Linked DNA regions of Mus musculus: regions 2, 3 and 4 are each linked to region 1. A link is a contact called in public HiChIP or PLAC-seq data. All regions are on one chromosome and are shown on one strand. Each heading gives the region's core, a stretch centred on a gene start, on an enhancer-like site or on the middle of the called end of the contact. The rest is flanking DNA. Distances are from core to core; before and after follow the strand shown. Region 1 holds the start of Mtmr11 (myotubularin related protein 11). Region 2 holds the start of Ankrd35 (ankyrin repeat domain 35). Region 3 holds the start of Adamtsl4 (ADAMTS-like 4). Region 4 overlaps Polr3gl (polymerase (RNA) III (DNA directed) polypeptide G like).

Evidence for each region. HiChIP or PLAC-seq counts read pairs in DNA pulled down with a chosen protein or histone mark.
Region 2: a contact with region 1 is called in an HNF4G HiChIP or PLAC-seq map of pancreatic cancer cells. The contact joins the promoter of Ankrd35 here to the promoter of Mtmr11 in region 1. A contact is called at or near these places in 1 of 115 datasets of contacts at active chromatin or transcription factors (pancreatic cancer cells) and 1 of 9 other capture datasets (adipose tissue).
Region 3: a FOXA1 HiChIP or PLAC-seq map of pancreatic cancer cells shows a contact between it and region 1. The contact joins the promoter of Adamtsl4 here to the promoter of Mtmr11 in region 1. A contact is called at or near these places in 2 of 39 promoter capture datasets (hematopoietic stem and progenitor cells and liver), 1 of 484 Hi-C or Micro-C datasets (embryonic stem cells), 1 of 115 datasets of contacts at active chromatin or transcription factors (pancreatic cancer cells) and 1 of 9 other capture datasets (pancreatic islet).
Region 4: a contact with region 1 is called in an H3K27ac HiChIP or PLAC-seq map of microglia, with 5 times the contacts expected there. The contact joins the enhancer-like site here to the promoter of Mtmr11 in region 1. A contact is called at or near these places in 1 of 39 promoter capture datasets (pre-B cells), 2 of 115 datasets of contacts at active chromatin or transcription factors (bone marrow-derived macrophages and microglia) and 2 of 9 other capture datasets (adipose tissue and pancreatic islet).

What each region holds. Positions count from the first base shown.
Region 1 is chr3:96,160,487-96,163,577 of GRCm38.p6, forward strand. Mtmr11 (myotubularin related protein 11) reads left to right here and starts at 1,484. Exons shown (of 17, transcript NM_181409.3): 1 at 1,484-1,772; 2 at 2,143-2,233; 3 at 2,606-2,727; 4 at 2,982-3,042. The coding sequence starts at 1,707. It overlaps Otud7b (OTU domain containing 7B), which reads left to right. Exons shown (of 12, transcript NM_001025614.1): 12 at 1-643.
Region 2 is chr3:96,668,603-96,671,693 of GRCm38.p6, forward strand. Ankrd35 (ankyrin repeat domain 35) reads left to right here and starts at 1,529. Exons shown (of 14, transcript NM_001356538.1): 1 at 1,529-1,847. The coding sequence starts at 1,809.
Region 3 is chr3:95,686,313-95,689,403 of GRCm38.p6, forward strand. It overlaps Adamtsl4 (ADAMTS-like 4), which reads right to left and starts at 1,605. Exons shown (of 18, transcript NM_144899.3): 1 at 1,509-1,605.
Region 4 is chr3:96,575,450-96,578,540 of GRCm38.p6, forward strand. Polr3gl (polymerase (RNA) III (DNA directed) polypeptide G like) reads right to left here. Exons shown (of 8, transcript NM_027241.4): 8 at 2,423-3,091. The coding sequence ends at 3,053. Among named protein-coding and RNA genes, the nearest start is that of Gm15441, 10 kb to the left of the region's middle. Within about 2 kb of position 1,457, at least 381 of the 459 cell types and tissues checked have an H3K27ac peak or open chromatin away from gene starts, as enhancers often do. A contact at or near this core is called in adipose tissue, bone marrow-derived macrophages, microglia and 2 more, where this site is marked.

The DNA of each region.
Region 1 (3,091 bases), core at 234-2,733:
CTGGCACAAACCTATAACCAGAGCGAGGGTCTGAAAATGGAAAAATCTGACACAGCTCCTTGCCTCTCTATCCCCTTTCCATCCAGTGGACATCTATCTGCATTTGTGCTGCAGGTGGTGAGAGTCTTCCTGTTAACCTAATCCTCAACTGCAGCCCCTTTGTGCTTCTGGTTAGGCGATGATCACATCACTTCTCTCCGTCCTGACCATTCCCTCTATATTCTGCTGTTCCCATACCTCAAGATATTAAAGAACAGAATGAGGCTTTCGGAGGAAAGTGGTGGGGAGAAGAAAAGTAGGTCATGGGATTTTGGCACACCTGTTCCTAAGCTGTTCCTTACTACATACTTTATTCCAGAAGCATTGAGGTGTGTGGTGGGGTGGTGGTGACCAGCAGTCTTTAGGACTTCTACAATCAGGCGTCTAGACCAGCTTGCTAGCAAGTACATACCTGTTTGTTCCAGTCTCTGCTCATGCTAGTTCACTATTTCCACAGTTGCAGCCAACAAAGAGAACTTTGGAAGCTGAGGCTGGAAGGATGTGTGCTGTGGGGAAGGGAGTGTTGAATGTCACGGCCCCCACCTAAGGATTGCTGCCTCTGTACAGACTCAAAAACAATAAAACAGCAGCTCATTAACACCTATTTTGTATTTCATTTCCTGTCTTCTCCGTGTTGAAACATGCTGCCCTCAAGCTGCCCTCCTTAGCATCTCTGTTCAGTGCCCTACAGCCCCATCTTTGCTTTTTAAATTCAGCAGGGAAGGAGGGGGAAATGTGATCCTGGAGCTGAAAAGAGTTTTCCAGTCCTTAGCTTTCAAAGTCCAGAACATGAATCATTCATTAGGAGATCTGGTGACTGGGTTGGAGGGGCGGAGTCATGTACCTGGGGCTGGGCTTTCCATAGGAATAGGTGGCTGCGGGAGTGGGGAGGTGCGCTCGCCGGGCGCAAAGGCTGGTTTAGATATACCACGATCTTTTTCTGGGTTTTCTAGCTCCCGCCCCACTGCCGAGATTTGCACACCAAAATACCTGTGCTGTGTCTGCATCCCAGACACACCAATTTCCGTCCACTCCATTCTGCCCCTGGGCCTGTCACGCTCTCCAGAAAAGGACACAAGGTTCAGTTCCCTTTATGTCCCCTTCTCAACCCGTTAGGTTGTCAGAGGAGGCTGAAAATGAACAAAATCACAAAACCCATGAATAAACGAAACCAAAATAACTGAGTTTCCTAGTGTTTCATCTCTCATTGAAAAAGTATAGAGAGCTAGCCCAAAATGTTTTCATTTAACTACTGCTCCCCTCGTCACACCCACTAATATTCACGAACAGAAAGAGACTAAAATGTGGATGTGGGTTAAGGGAATCTGGGTATCCCCAGTTCCCCCATTCCTCCCATCTTTCTTAAGCTCCTCCATTTCCTTTCTACTTTGAAAAAAAAAATTGCGTATTCTCCTTTAAGGGGCTGGGCATCTTGCCTGTTCTCTTAGAGTCACCGAAGTTTCCAAAGAGCCTCCCCTGTCTGGGCAGGACACACCTTTCAAATAAGACCCCTGGAACTGTGCTCCTGGTATCCGAAATGCCGCTACCGCTGCGTCCTCCCCAGCCTCTTTCTCCCCACCTCTAGGATTTAGCCTCTCCCCAAAAAGAGCCAGCATCTTTGAGGACTCCCACCCTTAGCTGCTCTACTCCCGGATGGAGCCAGGGAAATGTGGTGGGGGGGCCGGGGCCAGAGTTTCAACATTGCCCCCCAGAAGGAGGAGCCAGAGATGGGGGTAAGGAAAAGGAATGGGAGGGTAGCTAACAAGAGAGTGTGAATGGGATGCTGTGGAAATTAAAGGGGAAGGAAAGGATTCAGAGGAGGAGGGTGTATCTGTTTTATCAACTGTTATGGAGCTCGTCTGCCTTTTTCAGTCTCGAGTTGTCTCATTATCCATTAACCAGCCCCTCCTTGTCTTGTCTGCCAGCCGCAGTCAGTGATCTCAATTTCCCTGAGAGGAGAGGAGAGCAGAGCAGAGAAGGGGGGGGGGGGGGGGGGGAAGAACCCGAACAAATGAACTCAATGCGGGTCTCCAAAGGCAGCTACTGGAGAAATCCCAGATTCTGAGTTTAGGGGGTCCCAGATTAACTCTCTCCCCTGCTCAGCTCTCTGGACCGAAGTCTAACCCAGGGAACAGGATGCCGGAGCCCAGCAGTCATCAGCTTGGCAGCTGCCTGGCCTCTGGTTGTCTCCCAGGTAATAAAATGACCTCTCTAGATTCCTTTAAAAGTCTTCCTACCCCATCCTTTTTTGTTTTCACCAAAGATACTCCCTATTCCTTTCCTCGAAGTGTTTCTGAGACTCATTCTCCTGCCTCCTTCCTCAGAGCTTGTGGAAGGCCTGGACATTGTTCATTCTGCTTTCTCACCCCGGCTACCACTTTTCTTATTAACTATCCAAAGACCAGTGAGTGTATATGTGCCACGTTCTATGCAGGGTTTTAGAAGTTAAAAAAAAAAGTCTATTCTTTTCCTTCAATTTTACATCTAAGGATAGACGAGTAGCCACATAGAAGTGTGGGGCAGCATTGGGGATAGTTAGACCTTTGCTTCTCTTTCTCCCTTTTAGGGGAGCATATCCTAGCATGGGCACCAGGACGAAGGAAAGGGCCAGGACTAGACCTGCCTGGAACTCTGATCTGCACTAACTTTAGGGTAACCTTCCAGCCTTGTGGATGGCAGCGAAAGCAGGTGAGGTGATTAGTGTAATAGAAAAGCTTGGTGCGGTGTCCCAGCAGTTGGGGGGTGGGGCGTTGAGATGGAAGACCATGAGAGTTCCAGGCTAACCTAGGCTACATAGCAATGCTCTGTTTTTCTTGTGAATGTATCAGTAAATGGTAGAATTATTTCTATGGAAGCTGCCTTCTACGGGGGAGGGGCGGAGGCAGCAAGGCAAGACAGGGATGGCTGTCATGTCTGTAGCATCAGTCTTGTGCTTCCTTTAGGATACTCCTCTGAGTAGTGAAAATGATTTTGCCTTGATCAACATTGGTCGATTAGAGGCTGGTAAGTTTGAGGGTTTGGTAAAAGGGGCATTTGAGTCTCTACCTTCTGT
Region 2 (3,091 bases), core at 279-2,778, 510 kb after region 1:
AGTTTTAAGGGAAATTTTACAACAATGAAAAACACTTTACATGGATTAAGAAAGTACAAGGGGGGGGGGCTGGTGAGATGGCTCAGTGGGTAAGAGCACCCGACTGCTCTTCCAAAGGTCCGGAGTTCAAATCCCAGCAACCACATGGTAATGAGATCTGACTCCCTCTTCTGGAGTGTCTGAAGACAGCTACAGTGTACTTACATATAAATAAATCTTAAAAAAAAAAAAGTTGCAAAGGGCATTATGAATGAATGGTCTGCTACAACAGTTTAAACTTGGAAGTTTGCCAGAAAATACTGAGAGTGAAGGCAGGCTTCTGGTTTTGGTTTTTGAGACAGGATCTCTCTGTTATGTACCTCTGGCTGTCCTGGAACTTGCTATGTAGACCCACCACACAAGACTGGCCTCAATTTACAGAAATCTACCTGCCTCTGATTCCGGAGTGCTGAGATTAAAGGCGGATGCGTCACCACACCTTCTTCAGGCTTCTGTTTCAGAAGAACCTTGAAAACCATGTTAAGAACTTTGGGCCTAAGCCGGGCGGTGGTGGCACATGCCTGTAATAATAGCACTTGGGAGGCAGAGGCAGGCAGGTTTCTGAGTTCGAGGCCAGCCTGGTCTACAAAGTGAGTTCCAGGACAGCCACGGCTACACAGAGAAACCCTGTCTCGACCAAACAAAAAAAAAAAAAAAAGAAAGAAAGAAAAAAGAAAAGAACTTTGGGCCTATAGCATCTTGGGGGGGCGGGGGTGGGGGTGGGGTCTGCTGCTAAGCCTCACTACTTTAGTTCAAGCACCGGATTCACAAGGTGAATGGAGAAAGCCAACGCCGGTTGTCTTCTGACCTCCACAAGGGTGCCCACCCTTAGCGCATACTCATGCCTCAGTAAATGAATTAATGTAAAACACTTCTAAAAAGAATTTTGGGCTTTATTCCATAGGGTTCCATGAGTATTTGGGTGGGCTTGCTTGGTTTACAGGGAGGAGAAAGGAGAGATGGGAAGGCCAGACCAGTTGGCTGCAACTAATACTTGTCAAACAAGAATTACTAAGAAGTGAGTCTAAAGGATAAGGAAGGTCGGACTTTTTGTTTGTTTGTTTGTTTCTTGGAGTGGGGAAGCAGACAGTAAAAACTCTCCCCTTGCTGCTTTCTAAGATCTGCGTTAGTGATCGGCTTGATCCTTTGAGTTTTGTCCAACCTCTGGTTGCAGTGGGTCACAAATCACCCATTGGTGATCAAGTCTGCTTAGTGCATCACGTTTCCAAACTCTATAGAAGATCTTGGGGCGTTGGGAGGGAGGGGATGAAGCACACACAGGTCATGGCTATGACTAAGAGTCATTAACTGGTAAAAGAGGTTGGTGACATCGAAGCTTGTGGAGGTCCTTGAGAGGGGGCGGGGGCGGAACTGGGGGTGGAGCTCCAAGCAGAAAGACGGGGGACTTAGGGCCTGGAAGTCGCTGGTGCGGAGGCTGCGAGCATCCCTCTTGGATTCGGTAGGTAACTACAGGGGGCGGGCTTCGGCTGAAGGGCGGAACTTGAGAGCCAGCCAGGGTGGCCGCAAAAGACTGCGGGCTTTTTGCCTCTGCAGGGACGGGGTTAGGCAGGGCCAGAGGCGGGGTTTTAAGCCCAGCCTTCAGTTGAACGTCTACGATTGAGCGGGGTGGGATCTGGGGCGGGGCTTGGGGCGGGACCCAGTCTGCTTTTTGACAGCTGTCTTTCGGCACAGCCGTAGCCGAGTTGGGTTAGGAACTTGTGGCCCGGCTCTCTGCGCGTCCCCGTCCCCCCGTGGCCCTAGCCCCGGCCATGAAGCGCATCTTCTCCTGCTCCAGTTCACAAGTGGCGGTAGGTGCCAAATGTGTGGGAGAAGGGCTGTGGCTGGGATTCAAGCCCTGTGTTGACAGAAGTCCTGAGTCCCATCTCCATGGATGATCGCATTAACCCTGCCTGCATCAGTCTTTCCTGCGATGTTAGCAGTTCTGATAATGCGGTCGCCAGCCCTGGTAACTGAACTTATGGGTGTTATTAAAACCCTGTCCCTTAATCTTTTCCTTCCCAAGGTGCTTCCCCTTGGCTCCTTTTCCCAACATATTTGGCTTCCAGCTTCTGGTATGCTTTCTAAAGTTCTGTTCTCTTCCAATGACCCTGGTCTCTACTTCAGCTGCGGCTCCCAGTACCAACCCACCTCCAGACATCTGCCCGCCCCCACCCCAGCCTTTAAATCCGTTCCTACTTCTATCCCTAATTCCTGCCCTATAGCTTCACTTCCATCCTTGCCTTCTCACAACGTTCTCTCTCACATAGCTCCATTTTTACTCTTTGCTTTCTGCCCCTAACAGTATTTTCTGCCCCCAAAGTATTCTCACCCCAGTGCCTTCTTCCAACCCTTCTTCACAGCCTCCTTTACCAAACTTGCCTCTTCCACTCCATGACACTGCCTCTTCCACTCTCTCAAGCACCAATCCAAATCTCTTTCCAAGCGTCTGTCCAACATGGGGCCTCTGTTTTCTTAATTTCCAGTGACCTTTTCCTCAATATTACTTCCTCTACCTTTTGCCTGGACCTCCTGCCTGCTTACAGTGGCTTAACCTTGCAACCTAGCTAGCCAGACAAACGCTGTCAGAGGACAGACAAGTCTCCTGGCTGATCCCCAAGAGCCTGGGTGAGTTGCCTGCAGAATTTACCCTGGCCAGTTCTCTGTACTGTCTAGTCTTCAGACTGGTTCTTGGGACCAATCAAGTTCTGTCTGGTTCTCCCCCCATCCCACCCCACCCCCAATTATTCCTTTGTCTTGTTTAGCATTTGTGTTCATTTTCTTTGATTGAGTTAGGGGAATGAGATGGTGAAGGAGAAGACAGAGTGGATCACAATGAGAGAGTTCCTGACAAGGGTTACTCTCTTCTCCGTTCTCTCCCCTCTAGAGCAAAACAAAGATTTTGGAAGATGGTGGTTCAGGGAGGATACAGTTGTCCTTCTCTAAAGAGTTCTTCCGGAGTGGCCCTCTGTGGAGGGAATGGCGTCTTCTGAGGAGGTTGGGGGTATGAGTCCCTTGGTACTAATATTGCTTAGTTGACGCGTCATTCATTCAT
Region 3 (3,091 bases), core at 355-2,854, 470 kb before region 1:
CAGCCAAACTGGGACACCTAAGAAGGAGAGATGTAGCCATAGCAGCCCATGCTTGCCAGGTTCTCCCTCCCGTATCCCTGGAAAGTCCACCCTTAAGTCTAGCTGTAAACACTGGGTAGCAGGGGTCTTCATACCTGTCCTCAAATCTTGTCTCTCCCTACCCCCATCCTCCATTCCCTGCCTTCTCTTTGAGGCCCCGCCTACCCACATCCTCATCCCATCTAAGTTCTGCTTTCCAGGAAAAACACTGTTTCTGCTGCCTTTGAATGGCACCATGAGAAGAATCCAAGGATCGCTGGCCAAAGTAGGCCAGATCAGGGCATGCAAAGGACAGAGAGGGGGGCAAAGCTAGGTCCTGCTCCCCCTCCCTGGGACCCCAGGGCTTGGGAATTTGAGGAGGAGACCAAATGGGCTGAGCTGAGTTCTTGGAGCTAGGGAGGAGGTAAAAGGCACCACGTCCTTCTTCAGTTGAGCCAGCCACTGAATCTACGACTTCCCTGATGGACGAGTGGCCCTGTTCAACCCACTCATCAGCCCTCTGCCTGCCCAGTGAGGCTGGAAGGATGGGGGGTGTGTGTGATGGACACAACCTGTCTGATGCTGGTCCCCTCTCCACCTCCCTCTGCGCCTCTCTGCTCCTCCAGTCTGTCCCTGATGCCTCTCCGTGGTCTACCCAGTACACATAATCCTGTCCTGAGCTGGTTTTGGCAGCTCTCTGGAGAAGTGAGGGGTGGGGGGTGACGAGAACTCCTGGGGCTAGGGCCAGGCCTGGCTCCCTCTCTGGAAAAGTCCACCCCACCCTCCCCTGCATAGGGGAGCAGGAGCCGACACCCCCCCCCCCCCCCGCACAAATGTATGTTTGTCCTTTCTCCACGCCCAGGGTGAGGAAAATGAGGTTGGAAGTGGGCATCCTGAAGTCACGGTGGACCCTGGCTGAGCACAAACCTATGCTGCTCCTGGTCACACCCCCTTGTGGGCCAGTGACACCAAGGAAAGTGACTTGCAGGGTGCTAACCCCTTCACCCCAGGCTCACTTCAGGCAAATGAGCCAATGCAGAGTGGACGGGTGGAGGGAGGGTTAGTAAGGGCTGGGCTAGCAGAGGAGAGATGCTGTCCTGTCAGAATGCCAGGGTTTTCACGGCATCCCCCCCCCCCCAAACATCCCAACAGGTGTCTTTTCCCTCAACCTCTCACAACAGATTGAGTTGTGCAAAGAGCACTCACCCGCATCCCTCCCGGACACCCTATCCCTGCGTTCCCAGAGTACAGGCGTCTGGTCGCATCTTCCCGAAGCCCCTCAGGGAAGAGCCGGCTGTGCCGGCGTGCAGGGAGGTCCTGGGTATGTTTTCCAACTTCACTATGTGACTTAATAGGAATCTTGGCACAAGCCCTCGCCCGGGTGATGGGACTCGGAGTCCCAGGGACCAGACCCCCTCCCCAGGAATTCGCCTTAGGGTCCGCTGTTCTGAGACAGTCAGAGCCCAGGCGGGGGGTCGGGGAGGTTCTACCTTCTCTGCGCCCGCTCTCTCCAGCTGCCTCTGGTAGTGGCCACCGCGGCCCGGAGCCCCAGGACAGCGCCGCCCGCGGCAGGCTCCGCCCCACGCCACCCGTGCCCCGCCCGCCACGCGCCGGACTCAACCACCCACCCCGGGTGCCCCGTACAGCTAAAGAGCTTGCAGCCACGCTGTGGACACGGTTCCCGCGCCCGCCCCGGGGCTCGAGACCCCACCAACTCTGGCAGGCTCCTTTTGGTTGGAGCCTGTCCTCGAAGAACCTGGGCTAGCCCCGAACCAGCAAGGGGATTTGCAAACTAGACCCATGTAGCCCTGAGCAAACTCAGATCTGCTCAAGCCAAGGCCCTCTCCTCCATGCAGCCAATGCCATCGCCTCCGCTTTTCCCATACTGGGCAGTGAACCATGTGGCTCTGATGGCCAGGGACCTCTCTGAGCCTCGGTTTCTTCATCCATAAAATTTTACACCCTGGAGCTTAGCGGGAGGAATGCACGCTGAATTATGAGTCAGACAATTTGGATTTGAATTTCAGCTTGAGCACTTGCCAGCTCTGTGGTCTTTCATGAGCACTTCAACTTCAATGCGGCAGTGTCCTCTGTAGAATGGGAGAATTTGATGTGTATATTAGGCTTGGAAATGTTTATCCATCTCCATGTGGAAGAATGACTGAGGAGGGGTGGGGAAGGGATGAAAACAGCTTTCAGTTTTTATGCTTTTTATTCTATTCATATGTCTTTTAATGGATTGTTGGTTTGTTGTTTGTCTTTGAGGCAGGGTCTCGGTAGCCCTGTCTGGCTTGAACTGTGTAGACCAGGCCAGCCTTCAACTCATGGAGATCCACCTGCTATTGCTTACTGCAGTGTTGGGATTAAAGGCCTGCCTATGCCTTGCCTGTCCAACCTCGTAACTTCTTTGAAAAACAAAAACGTATAGGTTGTTCGATACTAGACTGGTCTTCAGGGTGAATTCCAGCTGAGGCTGGGCGGGGGGTGGGGGTGGGGGAGAATATATAGGGAATGGTAGTGCATGTTTAGCACTTGGGAGGCTGAGGCAAGAGAGGGGAACCACTGGTTCAAGACCAGCCTGGGAAATCCAGCAAGTTCTAGGGCAAGCTGGGCTACAGAGTGAGACCACCCTAGTTTCAACAATGAAATACCAGAGCAAGGTTAGAGAGATGGCTCAGCCATTGAAGGCCAGGCTCACCACCAATGTCAAGACACTCAAATACAGAAGTTGTAGCAACATATTGTCTTGCAACCCATAAAACAACAGAGGGCCCTGGTGCCCCCGGCTAATGTTTCCTAGTTTCTTGGCTATATGTTACACTTTGTGCTGAGGGCACAGAAGCTAGTTTAAGTCCTTAAGTCTCCAAGTCTAGTTTGAACAGATCCTGCCAGTGAGAAATGATCACTTTGGAGCTGACATGTTAACTGTGGAAGCAGGGTCTATCCCAAGGCAGTGGGTGTGTATATAAAACAGCCCTATGTCTGGGGGTGTAATAATGCGCTGAAGCAGAGCTTTGCATGCAGGATGCTCTGGGTTCTGTCCCCAGCCGTTCCCAGCACTGATCAAGGCAGA
Region 4 (3,091 bases), core at 207-2,706, 410 kb after region 1:
TGGAGCAATTTAGACAATAAGAACTGTTCCTAATGGGTATTATGTACCTGGGTGGCAAACACTGACTAGGTCTATGTAAATTAGTAGGCCAGGCCTCAACTGCTGTGCTGCCTGCCTCTCCAGGAAGAGCGGCTTTGACCCTGTCTGCTGGACCCAGGCTCCAGCCTCTGCCTGTTTGGGAGTGCTTGTGGGAAGTTGGGGAAAGGTCAGTGGACATGGTTTAGCTATTGCCTGGAACCAATTAGGAATTTGGGGAAGCTGCTGTGTCTCGTGTCACTGGCTTTGTCCAACAAGGTCACCTGCCAGGGAAGGCAGGAGTCCAGGCAGGGCAGAGTCCAAGAATGACTTGATATTTATGACACTTTGTCTTTGAGGTAGCATGACTGATCCCAAGTGGTCATTCCAACCTTTGTCCTCCTTTCTCCTGCGCCAGGGGAAAGGCAACGTGAAGGGACGGAACTGTGGAAAGATGGGTGGGGACTAGTGTCCTGCCCTCCTTTACCACCTTTAGTTCGGGATCTTTGGTCCCACCACCAAGTTCCCAGGGATGTGAGTTGGCTCATTCGGTGCTTGCCTCCAAGCCTTGCATGTGAGCCCCCAGACCCATATGGCAGCAGGAGAGTACTGACTCCAGCAGGCTGTCCTCTGGGCTCCCCACACACGCCATTTTGTACACCCTTGGCCAAATAAATGAAATGTTAAAAAAAAAAAAAAAAAAAAAAGAGGAGCATCAGGTGGGCTAGCCTGTGGCAGTGTCTCTCAACATAGACCTGGACTTAAGTAATGAGGGTTAGGATGGTGTCTCCCCTCCACTGTGTGTGCACGGGACAACGTAGGAAAAGACAACAGGTAAACAAAACAGAACCAAACCGTTCAGGATCTTTGTTTTCGGCTGTTTCCTCCCTAGCTACAGTCGCTGGCTGTAGAACTGTGGGAAACCCCAGGGACAAGTCTCCTGGCCCCGCCCTTCCCTCACCTCGGAGAGCTAGAAAAGGAAACACATCAATCACCACAAATTGCTCAATAACTCTGGAATGTTCGCTTCTATTCCTGTTCCCGGCTCTGCTTTCTTGGCTGGGCTTCTATCCCAACACTTGCTACCACATTTAAACGAGGCCTTGAAGGCGCTTCTCCTCCATGGAGTCTAAGCCCCTCTTTGCCCTGTACAATGGGGTCAGAAATACCTGACCTTGGATTTCGGTTCTCTAACCCACGATGCTGTAGGAAATTCGGTCGGCCTGTCTAAAAGCGATTGGGAAGCTTATTGGACGCTTCTCACACAGTCCATCCTTAGACTATGAAATGCTCAGTGGGGCCTCCCGTGGTAGCACGGCAGATGTCTCTGCAGGTCTCCTTACTCTGTTTCTATACTGGACACGCAACTTACTCGTGGCTGTGGCATGGCAAGTGCATGCAACCAATCAGCTCGAGGAAGCCTTCCTTAGAAGCCAATCAGAGGCCAGGGAAGTGACCTCACCCAAGGGAGCGCTGTGTGGGCGAGGAAGCCTCTCTTAGAGCTGAGTGTCCCTAAATCACTCCCTTCCTCCCCACCCTCCTTACTTCCTGGAAGATAACACCGCCTACCCCCTCCCCAAAGTGGAGTGAGAAAGGCTAACTTAATTCCACAAAGGAAAGAACAACAAAAAAGAAGGAGCTGCAAGCCACACCCCGGCTGTCTGTAGAGAACAGTATATTTAGGGAGATCCTAAATATGCCTTTCAAAGTGGGCTCTCCAGGTCCTGGAAGACGGTAAGCTGAAAGCAGTGAGTCACTCCTCTCTCCCGGCCCCTGGCTTTCTGGACTCCCTGCACAAAAATAGCTGCAATCACTCTTTGTAAATAAGGACACCATCAAGGTCAAGTGTGAGAAAGGAGAGGGCTGGTGTCCTGGTAAATGTGCCTGACTATGCAGGCTCATGTCCCTGTGCTGCTGGAGGCCAAAGGCTAGGGTAGTCTGTGGGCGAGCCTATGCTTTCCCCAGCGCTGCTTTCAGACAGCATTGCAGATGAGTTCCTGAATGTCCTCCAAGGGAGAGCTGAGAAGTAAAGGTCAAGGGTCAAGGCGGTCACACACACACACACACACACCCGTGTCACACTGGACACGCAGAGATTTGACACTGGTGGCACAGACCTGGGACCACAGCTAGGGAGGCTGAGACAGTTTCAGGCCTGTTTGGGCTACAGGGTTAAGTTCAAAGCCAACTTAGGCAACTTAGCAAAAGCTCTGCCTAAAAATTCTAAAGCAAATATATAAAAAGAGATGGGGGCATGGCTGAGTGATGGAACACCCGTTTAGCATTTGCATGGCTGTAAATTCAGTCCTCTGAAAGGGGGCGTGGCAGGGGTAAGAATGGCTTGACTGGACACCCCCTCAGCCTTGCCTCCGGCCCTTTCCCAGTACACATCACTCTGTTAGACATGTTAGACAGATACAAACATTTTATTTAAAAGTACAAAACAGGCCTTACTCCTCTTGACTGTTCCCACCCCAAGTCTCCCCTAAACTGTCAACGGCTGCGCATCACAGCCCCCAGGGATCACACAGGTCACCTGGATTCTAACCAATTTTTTCTCAACAGAAGTAAATGCTAGTAAGTCTGCTGTGGTGGCGCGTCCCTGTAATCCCAAGGCTTGGGGGGGTGGGGGGGGGTCCAAAATTCAAGGCCAGCCTCAGCTACATACCGAGTTCCAGGCCAGCTTGAGCTACATGAGATCTTCTCTCAAAAAACAATAACAAAGCTGGGCATGGTGGCGAATGCCTTTAATCCCAGCACTTGGGAGGCAGAGGCAGAGGCAGAGGCAGGCGGATTTCTGAGTTTGAGGCCAGCCTGGTCTACAGAGTGAGTTCCAGGACAGCCAGGGCTACACAGAGAAACCTGTCTGGAAAAAACAAACCAAGCCAACCAACCAAAACAAAACAAAACAAATAACAAAAATAGGAAAACCCCTAAGTACATAGGGATATTTAGTTCCTGTATCTCAAATCAAGAATGATATATGGGCCCAGGTTTTCAGTCTATGGCCCAGGTTTTCAGTCTATGCCCAGGTTTTTCAGTATATGGCCTCATCCATATTGTCATCGCTGTCCCC